4 separate regions of the Mus musculus genome follow, and regions 1, 2 and 4 are each linked to region 3. A link is a contact called in public HiChIP or PLAC-seq and promoter capture Hi-C data. All regions are on one chromosome and are shown on one strand. The core of a region is the stretch at or near the end of the contact, and the rest is flanking DNA. Distances in the headings are between cores, read along the strand shown. Region 1 holds the start of Rnpepl1 (arginyl aminopeptidase (aminopeptidase B)-like 1). Region 2 overlaps Thap4 (THAP domain containing 4). Region 3 holds the start of Sned1 (sushi, nidogen and EGF-like domains 1). Region 4 holds the start of Bok (BCL2-related ovarian killer).

Region 1 (2,759 bases), core at 169-2,668, 330 kb before region 3:
AAATATGGGGTGGCAGCACACCCAGTCCGTCTGTAGAAGTGGAATAGCTGGGCCAAGGCTGTCTCATATAACAACTTCTGTTTCCAGAAGGAAGTATCACCAAGACAGAAATGATAAGACCCCCAACCTCTGGGGGTACAACTTGAGACTGGGCTGGGGGACCCCTACAATCTACATCATTTGGACAAAAGAAACCCAGGCCAACAGGACAGTCCAATTGAGTTGAGAATCTGAGAATCCCTTCGTAGATAATCTTGTGGACAGGCCACTGGACACCTGAAAGTAGTGATAACCTTAACTCTGGGTCCCTTTACTCTTTTTAACCCAGCTGGCTGCACCCACTCCGTATACAGCCAAGGATGACTGGGAACTATTGATGCTTTTGTCTCCGCCTCCCAAGTGCTGGAATTCTGAGGGGTTTCCATTGAGCCCGGTCTTCCTCCCTCTTGTCCTTGCCTCTGAATGACAACATGAGCCCTGGAGTTCCTGCAGAATCTGAAATGAGGGCTCCAGGAGTGATCCCAGGTACTGCCAGCTAAGAGGGCGCATGGAGACTTAGCCGTACCTCTCACCTGTGGAAAGAGGGCTGGTTCACTTGACTTGCATTTGGGGAGACTGAATCCAGACAGCTGGGCACTCCCCAGAAGTGACACTTCACCCACACTATCAGAGTAGGAGACAGAATGTGTCTCTCCAGAATATTCCCCCAGTTTTAAAAGTTCCTCTCCCTCAAAATCTGTCCCTCCTCCTACCGATAGACAGCAGATCACCTCTGTCCACACCTTGTATTGGTACTGGTATTGGACAGCTCAACCTTTGAACGGTTTTGTTGTGCTAGCCTAAAATGCCCCTGCAGCTCTGTAGCCCTTACATAGGAGCCTCAAGGCAGAACTGCGTTCATCAGTGTGTCTTCACTCCACACACACCTCAACAACAACAAAAAGTCGATCCTAAAACACGGCCAGTGCTACTGACAGCTTCTCTTTATGCCTAATTTGAATCTAAATAGTCACACCTTTATGGACTATGTACTTGACAGCCGTGCATTTTCCCAAGCCGCTTTGCACCCGATGGCTACTGCCCAGGCCAATTGGAGGACTCTGGCGGAATCGCATCAGGGTAACCACAAGAATCATTCCCGGAGTCTGAGGACCGACTGGAAGAGGTGTCACCTGCGTCCCTGCGAAAGCGACGGTCCCGCCTCCAAGACTACCCCGCAAGCCATAGTTGCAGCGCGCAGGCTGAAGATGCCCAGCCTTCCCCAGCGTCCTGCCTCGCGTTCTGCTCCGCCGCTCGCGCCGCGTCTCGGTGCACAGGCCCGGGGCCGCACACAGCGCCCCCGGTGGCTGCCGAGCCCAGCCTGAGCGGGGCGGCGCACGGCGCGGGGACGGGCCGGGCGGCTCCCGGCGCGACTTCCTGTTGTGCCCGCGCCCGGCCGCCACCGCCGCCGCCGCCGCCGCCACCACCACCGCCACCGCCACCGCCACCGCCGCCCGGGCCCCTCGCCCACTGACCGCGGCCTACAGTGGCCGCCGCCCATGGATTTCACCTAGCGCCGGTGGTCATGGCGGCGCAGTGCTGCTGCCGCAAGGCGCCCGGCGCCGAAGCCGCGCCCGCCCGCCCGCCGCCGGAGCCGCCGCCCGCCCTGGACGTGGCCTCGGCCTCCAGCGCGCAGCTCTTCCGCCTCCGCCACCTGCAGCTGGGCCTGGAGCTGCGGCCCGAGGCGCGTGAGCTGGCCGGCTGCCTGGTGCTGGAACTGTGCGCGCTGCGGCCCGCGCCCCGCGCGCTCGTGCTCGACGCGCACCCGGCCTTGCGCCTACACTCGGTCTCGTTTCGCCGCGCCTCCGCCGTCTCCGAGTCGCCGTGCACCTTCGCCTTCCCTGCCCCGGGGTCGGGGCCCCCGCTGCCCGGCTTCGCCGATGCGCCTGGAGCGGAGTCTGCCAGCTGCCCGCTGGCCTTCAGGCTGGACCCGTTCACCGACTATGGCTCCTCTCTGACCGTCACACTGCCTCCCGAGGTGCAGGCGCACCAGCCCTTCCAGGTCATCCTACGCTACACCTCGACCGACGCCCCGGCCGTGAGTCCCGCCCGGGTGGGCTTCTGGATTGTGGGCGGTCAGCGGGGTTTTGAAGGCACCCCTCGTTCATTTCACTGCTGGGCCAGCTGCACCCTGCCCCTGGGACACCTGCAGAGGGCGAGGGGCAGCCTGGACCAAGAGTCTGTCTGCCCTAGGTGGCATATTGCCTACAAGTTCTTCGAGTAGAGCCCCAGGTCCAGGCCCGGTGGACAGTGGAGATACTCAACAGTGTGTTTCTCAGGGGAAGGGGAGAACGACAACTTCCCGTCTTGTACCAGTATCTGGGTACAAGAGCAGCTTCTGGTGGGGCTCTGCTAAGTCAGCTGTAAGAGCCCAGCATTGAGGGGTGTTCTGAGAGCGCCTGATACAGAAGGGCCACCCTGTGACCTGCACCTTCACAGGGCTTGAGGACACCCGGGTCTGTTCTCTGGAGGTGGAACGAGGGACAGTGGGTGACAGACAAGGCCTTGTGAGCTGTGAGGCGTGGCTTTGGGCTCCCTACACTGTATTGTGACATGCTGGGGCAGGTGTGCTCCACCTCCTAATAGACACACAGGGCTCTGCTCAGGCTTTCCGCACAGAGCACCCACCATCCCACAGGTCCCGATGGAAAAAGCAAAGGATGTAAAGCTAGTGTTGGGGTAGCACAGGGCCAATGGGGTTGCAGAATGGAACAGGACCT
Region 2 (3,147 bases), core at 159-2,658, 490 kb after region 3:
TACATGTACCGAGAGCTACACTATCAAACTGCCAGGTAGGCTTGCTCACGGCACAACAGTAGCTGTGACGACTCTGAGTGCAGCCAGCAGCCTTCCAACTAGCTGCAAGGCTCGCTGTAGAAGATCAGTCACACCTTGCTGCTGGTAGTGTATGTCAGATAGAAGCCTGTGGCTGGGCAGGCCACACGTCTCAGGAGGATTGTTTTGCTTTGTTGAATGGACATATCAAATGACCTTGTACGTGTCTGTGTTTATGATCAGAGTTTATTAGTACCTTTATTAGTTTATTAGGCCTTGGTTGTAGAGAGCTGGTAAGGTGCAAAGACTCATAACTGGTTACACTGCTAAGAATAAATAAGGCCTGGTTAAGTGACATAGGTGGGCCAATGTTTAAAAAAAAAATACATGTACCACCTTTCCAAGGCTAAATGAATCTTGCAAAAGAGGGAGTAAAAAATGTAGTAGCCAGAAGATGGGGGTCTGGGGTGCTAGGGCCTTTTCCTTCTGGAATTACATGGTCATCCTACTACCATCTTGGAGCAGAGATTTCTGTGTCTCAGAAACAATGGTAATAAAACACACAGAGCAATATGGTGACGGCTAGGTCTTACGGTAATAGAGCTGTCAACATTCTTTCGCACAGGACCGTTACCTGAGATTCCGCACATTACTCTCTCCTGTCCACCCAACAAGTGCAAGTGATCCCGGGAGATGCTAGAGCATATGCAAGTGTAAGGCTAACTAAAAGGGAGCTCTGTGATGCAGCTTCTGTGAGGGTGCATCCATGATGGGGTGTGCTCTGTGGTAATGTCGCTGTCTGGGGACCACCCACACTCCTGTGAGTAACCTCCCACCCATGCTCTGTAATATGTCCGACATGTAACAAGCTGAACCTTGGTAGAGTCCTTGGTTGTTGACTTGGGGTGAATAGCTCATAGCTCATGTTTCCCTAGGAGAAGTTCACTCAGCAAAACAAACAAACAAACAAACAAACAAACAAAGCCATTATGGAAGAGACCTTAGCTATGGGACTGCTGGGACATGATCTACTCTGACCAGAAGAGGCTCTCTCAGCTGTCTACCAGCCCCTGCCAACACTCTTCCATTCCTGTTCATTGTTCCACGCTGACCAACTCTTAAGGCCAGGAGATCATGTGTGTGTGCACGCGGGTGCTGTGGCAGGGTCTGAAGCACATACCAGATATACCCGGCCCCAGTAACTTGTTCTTAATAATATGGAGTGTCCTTTTCCAGAGGCCTTTCAACTTGTGTATTTCAGTTTCAGTCCTAGGCACTGCTGTAAACACTGTAGATAATTACAGCCAAATCTCAGGGTTTCTTTGTGTAGTCTAGGCTGTCTGAGAACTCACTCTGTAGACTAGACTTGCCTCTTTCCCCAGTGCTGGGATTAAAGGCTTTTGCTTGTTTGTTTGTTTTGAGACAAGGTCTCACTGTGTATTGATGGCTGACCTTGACTTTAAATAGATTTGTCTGCCTCGTGTCCCCAGTGCTGGAATTAAATCCAGTGCTTATTTTTGTGTAAGAACCCAATCATTCTATATGGTAGAAATAGAAGAACAGGTACTGTTTACACACACACACACACACAAACACACACTTAAATATAATTAGGGTATAATTTCTACTAACCTTTGTCACATATTCATACTGAACATAGTACACAGGTCTCTAATCGCAGCACTTAGGAGACAAAGGCCAGCATGGTCTACACTGTCATAGCCTGACGTGAAAACCGAAAAGGCTCTGGCTGAGCTCTGAGTATAATGCAGTGGCAGAGGCTGCTTATACACGAGGCCTAGCAGGGGAGACGGAAGGGGACCGGGGTGGAGGGGGAGGGGGGGGTGGAGGGAGAGACTGGAGGGAGGAGAAAGAAGGAGCGAGCCTGATTTATACTATCTGGACCATTTATTTGTTTGTTTTTTCCAGTGCTGGAATTGAACCCAGGGTCTCACACATGTTGGGCGAGTCTTTTACCACTGAGCTATATATATCCTTGGCTCTCTCTTAAAATTTTATTATTATTTTAAAAAATTTTATATGTATGGGTATTTTGACTGCATGTATGTCTGTGTACCACATACATTCCTGGTAATTGCAAGGCCAGAAGACATGGGCTCCCTTGGAACTACTTAAAGATGGTTGTTAGTCACCTTGTGGGTGTTGGGAACCAAACCCAGAACCTAGGTCCTCTAGAAAAGCAGCTAGAGTTCTTACCCACGGAACCACCACTCCAGGCCCACACCTCTTTACTCTTAAATCTGAGACAATCAGGCCCACAGCCCTGGAACTTGTGATCTTTCTGCTTCATTATCCCAAGTACTGGGGTTACAGGCATTATGTTACTTGACTCTTTTGAGATTTATTTATCTAAAGATTATTTAATTTTTATCATGAGTATATATGTGTGTATGACACATGTGTTGGGGTACCTATGGAGGTCAGAGCTTGGGGATCTCTGGAGCTGGAGTTATAGGTAATTTTAAGTGGCCTGACATAGGTGCTAGGAATCGAACTTGGGTCCTTTTGGAAAAGAAATATGTGCTCTTAACTGGTGAGACATCTCTCTAGCCCAAGACTTTTTGTTGTTGTTTCGTTTTATGTGTATAGGCATTCCCTACACAGATGCCTGGAGGCCATAAGATAATTTGAGATTCCCCAGAAACTGGAGATACAGATGACTGTTAGCTGGCACGTGGGTGCTGGGAACTGAACCTCTGGTAGAGCAGTCAGTGTTTTTAACCGCAGCCATCTCTCAGCACTAGGTAATTTATTATCCAGAATTCCCAGCTCACTGGAGATGGTACCAACTCAGAGAAGTGGTCCTGAGTTGTCTAAGCAAGCAAACTGAGCAAGCCACAAGGAACAGCCAGTAAGCAGCATTCTTCCACAGCTTCTGTTTCAGTTCCTGCCCTGACTTCCCTCAGTGGTGGAGTGTGACCCAAGCGTTGTAATATGAAATAAACAGTTTCCTCTCCAAGTTACTTTTGGTCATGACGTTTTATTACAGCAATAGAAACCATAACTAAGACTACCCTCCATCTTTGTGAGCTGTCTTTCTGAGTAGTTTAGGCTGAGTAGGAATTCATGATTAGCCTGCCTTAGCCCAGAATGCTGAAGACTATAGGC
Region 3 (2,881 bases), core at 309-2,808:
TTTGCTAGCCAGGGTTTCTTCATATAGCTCTGCCTATCCTAGAACTCACTCTGGCCTCAAACTCAGAGATCCACCTGCCTCCTGAGTGCTGGGATTAAAGTCGTCACCACGCCTGGCACCAGAGGCTGATCTTCTCTAGCCAACTGTACAGCAAAACATTTCACATCTCCAGCCTTGGCTTACCCCTCTGCCAATCAGGATCACTACACAAAGCTGGAGGGGTGGGACAGAGGAAGGCAAGCCATGTACCAGGTGTGGGGTAGACGTGGTCAGTGCAAACAAAAATGGTCTCCTTAAATTTGGTGCCTGGTCCCCGACGCTGAGGGTTGGGCGTATCACAGTGGTGAGTCTGCTAAGAACAGGATCTGTGTAAGCTAGGTACCCCTGACTGACACACGGAGAACTCTCTGCTATACTTGAAAAATAATATGCAATGTCCCTTGTGGAACTGAGACACAGCACATGCTTGTTAGAGAGATTTTGGGAAATCCAGAAAAATGCAAAGCCAGCACAAACCAGAATCTCCGGGGCAGCTGCTGCTACTTCTGTAGCTTTTCTTTTTCTTCCTTGCTTCTCTTTGAGAGGCAGCATCTTGTCTTTGGGGATCCCAGACTTGGCTTATAGTCACATTATCCAACAGTAGGATCTGGGTGCAGACAAGGTGGTGAGAACTGAGGCCCCCAAGAGGCGCCAAGGGGACACAGAAAAAGACCAGGTTGCACCCCTGAGGCAGGACAGCCACTTACAAAGCAATTCTTAAGAAGATCGAGAAAGGTTAAGGAGCCACAGCAACTAACTTGCCCCCAGGGCCTGGGTGACCAGCCTACCCCGCAGGTTTCCCTAACATTGTCCAGCTGTGCTGCATGACTGATCCCATAGGGGAAAGTCCTTACACGAGAGAAAGCTAAGTAAGTCTTCGAGTCTCCCAGACCCAAGGTTCATCCTCAGTGAAACCAGAAAAGGAATAGACCCTAGGACAGGTTTCAGCTGGTTCTGAAAGTTGATGTCCTAACTTAGGGCTGGGGTGTGGCCACGCAAGGTTTGTGTAAGTGTTGTAGGGAGAAGTGGCCCAGACTGGCATTCTGTCAGGAAAAGCCAGATGCTCTGGCCTGACAGGGACCCCAGAGGACACACAGGAAGCCTGTTCAAAATCAGGCCTTAGGGCAACAAGTCAGCTTCAGAACTGCTGGGTTTGCCCACGCTCCTCCTGTGGGCAGGCCTTAAGCTGGTGACAGGAGACTGTAAGTCCTCACCTCAACATAGCCCAAATGCAAGAGAGCAAAAGGGCCTCGGTTTGGAGGTGGAGCCAACCCAGTACTAGTTCGGCTTTAATGAGCCTCGACACAGAAGGGCCTGGGAGCTACGCTCCGCTCCCGCACCCTCCCACTCCGCGGACCAGCAAGTTAAAAATGCCACTATTTGCATGACCCCGCCTCTCCCCGCCCCTCCCGAGTGGCCGGCTGGGCAGGCTATTTAAACCCCGGTCCCCGCGTTAGGCAGGCGGTCCGCAGTCGTGCCTCACGCCTTCCTAAGCTGCGCGGGTCTCCGGAGTGCGACGCGAGCTAGCGGAAGGGAACTGTGCGGCCAGTCGGTCGTGCGGTGACTGCAGCCACCTGCCCGAGCCCCGTGGCCCGCCCTCAGATCCCGGCGATGCGCCTCGGCGCCGCCTGGGCGCTGCTGCTGGCCGCAGCCCTGGGGCTCGGGACGCGCGGGGTGCGCGCTGCCGTGGCCCTCGCCGACTTCTACCCGTTCGGCACGAAGCGCGGCGACACCGTCACCCCGAAGCAGGACGACGGCGGCTCAGGGCTGCAACCACTCTCGGTGCCCTTTCCGTTCTTCGGCGCCGAGCACTCCGGACTCTACGTGAGTAACCCCGAGCTCGAGGGGGCTCCGGGGAGGGCGCCGCTGCCCTCCACCCCAACTCTTGCCGCTGCCGCCGCCAGCAACTTGGCACCGCGGCAGCCAGAGGTGGAATGAGGACAGCGCTTCCTCTCTCCCGCGGCCAAGGCCGGACAGCGACTGGCGGGAGAGGCGTGGGCAGGGCGGGGCGAGCAACCGCCAGGGCACCTAGGCGACAGCCAGGCCAGCGGAACGCGGCGCGCCCCTGCTGCTCAAGGCCCGACCTGTTTGGGACGTTGGCAGAGTTCGACAGGCTTCCGCAGAGCTGCGGGTCCCCCAGTGCCTAGTGGGGAGCCTTCGATCCTGTTCCTTCACAGTGAGCTATGTGGTAGTAGGCACATGGCCTCTGGCCACAGTTACCCTAGTGGGGTATCTGGCTTGTGATGGTCTCAGCCCTCTCTAAGCCATTTCAACCTCACCCACAGTTAACACCCAAGGCCCACAGCCAGAAGGAATTCGGGCATGATTTGCTTAGTTGCAGGAGACCTGCGCTGGGCAGGGCTGGCAGCTAGGGGCAGTGTAGAGGGGCTTACCCCTTCCCCTCCCCATCTTAGTCCCCTGGAGGTTGGCCACCAAGATCAGACCCTCTAAACAGGGCTCCCAAGGGTAATTCCTCACTCCAGCCCCAGACACGAATGCTGGAGAGGTCTCAGTGGATTGCAGAACCTGAGTGCCAGCCTCCATGTTCTCAGGGTCTGACCCTGCGCCAGTCACCTGTGCACAAAGGGATGATCTGTAGTGAAATGAGCCTCCTGAATTACTCAAATCCACTTAGAAACGCCAGAGCCAACGTAGTCTATAGTTAAAGCACCATCTTCTCACACACCCTCTGCCGAATCCAACACCAATCACCATTAGCTCTACCAATGATTTTGCCATTAGTGCCACCACATCCACTATCACCGCCTCCACTGGCACACTCACCTCCGCCATAAGCACTGCTGCCTTCAGCCGCCATACTGTCATCCCTACCATCTTGAAC
Region 4 (2,940 bases), core at 26-2,525, 450 kb after region 3:
TAACTGTAGTCCTGTGAGATCCAATGCTTTCTTCTTGTGTGCAGACATACATCCAGATAAAACACCCATCTACATAAAACACATAAATAAACCTTTTAACATTTTCATTGTGATTTATTATTTATTGCCTCATTATAAGTACGCTGTTTCATTTCCAAGCATTTGGAGACTTCCACTGGTTTTTCTGCAATTTAGCTTTAATTCAGAGAGTAATTACTGTATGATTTTGGTTCTTTGAAATTTGTTGACACTTGTTTATGGTTTCAGGTGTAGTCTATTTTGGTGTGCGTGTGTAGAATATGCATTTTATAGCTCTAAGTGAAGTGTTTTACTTACACAAACTAGGTCGAGTTAGCAAATCCCATTGTTGAGATTTTGCAGTTGGGTCCAAAGATGAAGGAGAAGACCAGAGTCTAGTAGATGATGTTGACTTTCTTGGAAATCGGTATGGAAAAAGGGAGCTCGGATTCACTGCCACACTGTTCACAACGATGTCTGTGATCCAGCATAGGTCTAAGTATGAATCCTAAAGTAACTAAGCTTCTGAAGACCGCTGTAGTCTAGTACTCCGGAGCCAGGGGCTGGGTGATTCCTGCAGGTTGGACCAGCTGGTCAACACAGAGCTCCAGACAAGCCTCTCTCTCTTTGTGAGTCTCTCTGTCTCTGCCTCTCTCTGTGTCTCTGTCTCTCTCCCTCCCTCCCCTTTTTCTGTCAAAGGGAAATACCCTAATGAGAGATAACTAACTACAAAAGATTATATATTGGATTGGATATAAATAAGTCCAGCTCATTAAAAGCAAAGCTAGACTTGAGTGGGAATGGATGGGTATTTGTAGTATCTTCAACCATGTACATACCCAAGTCTTCACCACACTCCAAAGGCTCTATTAAGCCAAGAATGCAGAATCTATTTTTAAATATTTACTTATTGTTATTTTTGTTTTGTGTATGAATGTTTGCCTGCCTCCATGTCTGTGAATCCCCGTGCATGCCTGGTGTCCTTGGAGATCAGAAGAGGGCATCAGATCTCCTACAACTTCAAGAATCCAGGATCTTTAAGGAGCCTCTATAAGACAATAAGGAAATATAAGTCAGCTCATTTTAAAATGGAACTTGGTGCGCCCCAGTGGGTTGGTGTCAGAGCTGGATGTTCTTCGCGCTGCCTGCCGGGACAGCTCCAGTCTGGCGGCGTTCCCGGGCGCATCCCGAGAACTTGTGCTGGCCTTTCTTAAACCAGGGAGGCGTTGGGCAGAGCTGGGCTGCGGCTCCGCCCCCGGGGGTTGCCGTTTCCTTAGAAGGCGAAGCCCTAAGCCTGGCTTCTCGCCCGCGGGGAGACCGCGGTACGCCTCCCGCACCCCTCGGGACCAGGACTTCTGCGAGCGCGCGGGAAGACCGGCGGAGCCTGTGCTTCAGCTCGGGTGTGGACGGGGCGGGCGCTGGGGCGGGGCGCGCGCTCGCGGGTTTGAATGGAAGGGTCTAGACCGCCGGAGACGGCAGCGAGCGGGTCCTGAAACCAGAACTCCACCGCCGCCCCGCGCGCCATGAGGCGGGAGAGGTGAGTCGGGCGGGCGTGGCGTCGGTGCCCTGGATGTAGCACCATGGGAACAGCGACACCGGGGACAAACACGGGCTCTGCGAGGTGCGCAGGTGCGTGGTCTCCGAGCCCGGGGACTGCCGCGCAGTTTGGAGCCTTCCTTAGGACCCCACTCGTCGGCAGGGAGGAGCCCGCGGGGTCCTGCTTGTCGGCTGGTCGCAGCAGGCTACTCTGCATCCTCTTCTCCCCCAAATTGGTCCTGGAGCCTGGGCGCTGTGATTAAAGAACCTATCGCCACTTCCCTGCGGTGTTTCCAACCCCTGACCACCGCTGGGATCTGCGAGATTTAATTTAGAACCTAAAAAGAACCCGAGACTTTTAAAAGATTTGGGGTGCAAAACGAGAGGCTATCGGAAACCGGCCCTTTTTGAGGGCGGCGCACAGCCAACCTCCTGTGTTGTTTGAATCGCGCACGCGGTGGGGACCGCTGTGCCTCGGGCCGCGCTTCTGGGTCTCCTCCCGTGGCGGGAGTCCTTTCGCCACCTGGCTGGAGGCGGTCCGGTCTGAACTCAGTCTATTCGTAGGTGTGGCGCCTCTCGCCCGCGCTTCGGCCATGGAGGTGCTGCGGCGCTCTTCTGTCTTTGCAGCGGAGATCATGGACGCCTTTGATCGCTCGCCCACAGACAAGGAGCTGGTGGCCCAGGCTAAGGCACTAGGCCGGGAGTACGTGCACGCGCGGCTTTTGCGCGCCGGCCTCTCCTGGAGCGCTCCAGAGCGTGCCTCGCCTGCCCCTGGAGGACGCTTGGCAGAGGTGTGCACAGTGCTGCTGCGCTTGGGTGAGTGTGGGGCACCAGCAGGTACCATCCCAGGCCGCCCCTCTATAGCTGGTTGGATGGGCCTGCCCGCAGTGTTTCAGGGTTCCCGGTACAGCTGTTCTGCACAGACATTCCCTTCTTGTGACATGACCAGCCCTTCTGCGGTTGTGCCTCACCCTCCCGCTGGCGCTGAGAGAGGAGGCGTGCGTGGGAGCCCAAATCTGTCTGGAATGGAGAGGGTGCAAGGATAGGCCACCCAGGCTGGCGCTGCTCTTTGTCCCCAGGCTTGTCTGCTTGCAGGCTCCTTTGTCAACCTCCCCCCTCCTGGTTCCTGCTTAGTCCAGATCACAGACACTCTTGCCATAAAACACAGAAAGCTCTGGAGGAGCAGTATTTTAGCAGCTAAACTTTATTGTGACCCTTGTACTCTGCTGGACTAAAAAATCCTTTGTGGTACCACGTGTCCCAATGTTTGTTTTGGAAAATAGGCCTTTCAGTTATTGGCCGAGGTCCGACACCCTCTGCAGTTTCCCTTGATGGGAAGGCCCCCCAGGGCCTTCTTGAAGAATATCTGGGACACTTGTTTCTGGG

Evidence for each region. Promoter capture Hi-C pulls out the DNA fragments that hold promoters and counts their contacts. HiChIP or PLAC-seq counts read pairs in DNA pulled down with a chosen protein or histone mark. Capture Hi-C pulls out chosen DNA fragments and counts their contacts.
Region 1: a promoter capture Hi-C map of pancreatic islet shows a contact between it and region 3. The contact joins the promoter of Rnpepl1 here to the promoter of Sned1 in region 3. A contact is called at or near these places in 1 of 484 Hi-C or Micro-C datasets (embryonic stem cells), 2 of 115 datasets of contacts at active chromatin or transcription factors (embryonic stem cells and pancreatic cancer cells) and 2 of 9 other capture datasets (adipose tissue and pancreatic islet).
Region 2: a contact with region 3 is called in a promoter capture Hi-C map of liver, with 2.3 times the contacts expected there. The contact joins the enhancer-like site here to the promoter of Sned1 in region 3. A contact is called at or near these places in 2 of 39 promoter capture datasets (liver and neutrophils), 1 of 115 datasets of contacts at active chromatin or transcription factors (stem cell-derived neural progenitor cells) and 3 of 9 other capture datasets (adipose tissue, embryonic stem cells and liver).
Region 4: a FOXA1 HiChIP or PLAC-seq map of pancreatic cancer cells shows a contact between it and region 3. The contact joins the promoter of Bok here to the promoter of Sned1 in region 3. A contact is called at or near these places in 6 of 39 promoter capture datasets (cranial neural crest, hippocampal neurons, liver and 3 more), 2 of 484 Hi-C or Micro-C datasets (the G1E-ER4 cell line and embryonic stem cells) and 2 of 115 datasets of contacts at active chromatin or transcription factors (embryonic stem cells and pancreatic cancer cells).

Annotation. Positions count from the first base shown.
Region 1 is chr1:92,909,407-92,912,165 of GRCm38.p6, forward strand. Rnpepl1 (arginyl aminopeptidase (aminopeptidase B)-like 1) reads left to right here and starts at 1,419. Exons shown (of 11, transcript NM_181405.4): 1 at 1,419-2,077. The coding sequence starts at 1,565. It overlaps 5033417F24Rik (RIKEN cDNA 5033417F24 gene), which reads right to left and starts at 1,358. Exons shown (of 2, transcript NR_138578.1): 1 at 1,173-1,358; 2 at 1-572.
Region 2 is chr1:93,719,998-93,723,144 of GRCm38.p6, forward strand. The region is part of intron 3 of Thap4 (THAP domain containing 4); the gene reads right to left. Among named protein-coding and RNA genes, the nearest start is that of Thap4, 33 kb to the right of the region's middle. Within about 2 kb of position 1,409, at least 8 of the 459 cell types and tissues checked have an H3K27ac peak or open chromatin away from gene starts, as enhancers often do. A contact at or near this core is called in liver, where this site is marked.
Region 3 is chr1:93,234,339-93,237,219 of GRCm38.p6, forward strand. It overlaps Sned1 (sushi, nidogen and EGF-like domains 1), which reads left to right and starts at 1,559. Exons shown (of 31, transcript NM_172463.4): 1 at 1,559-1,863. The coding sequence starts at 1,651.
Region 4 is chr1:93,684,300-93,687,239 of GRCm38.p6, forward strand. It overlaps Bok (BCL2-related ovarian killer), which reads left to right and starts at 1,276. Exons shown (of 5, transcript NM_016778.3): 1 at 1,276-1,555; 2 at 2,119-2,370. The coding sequence starts at 2,148.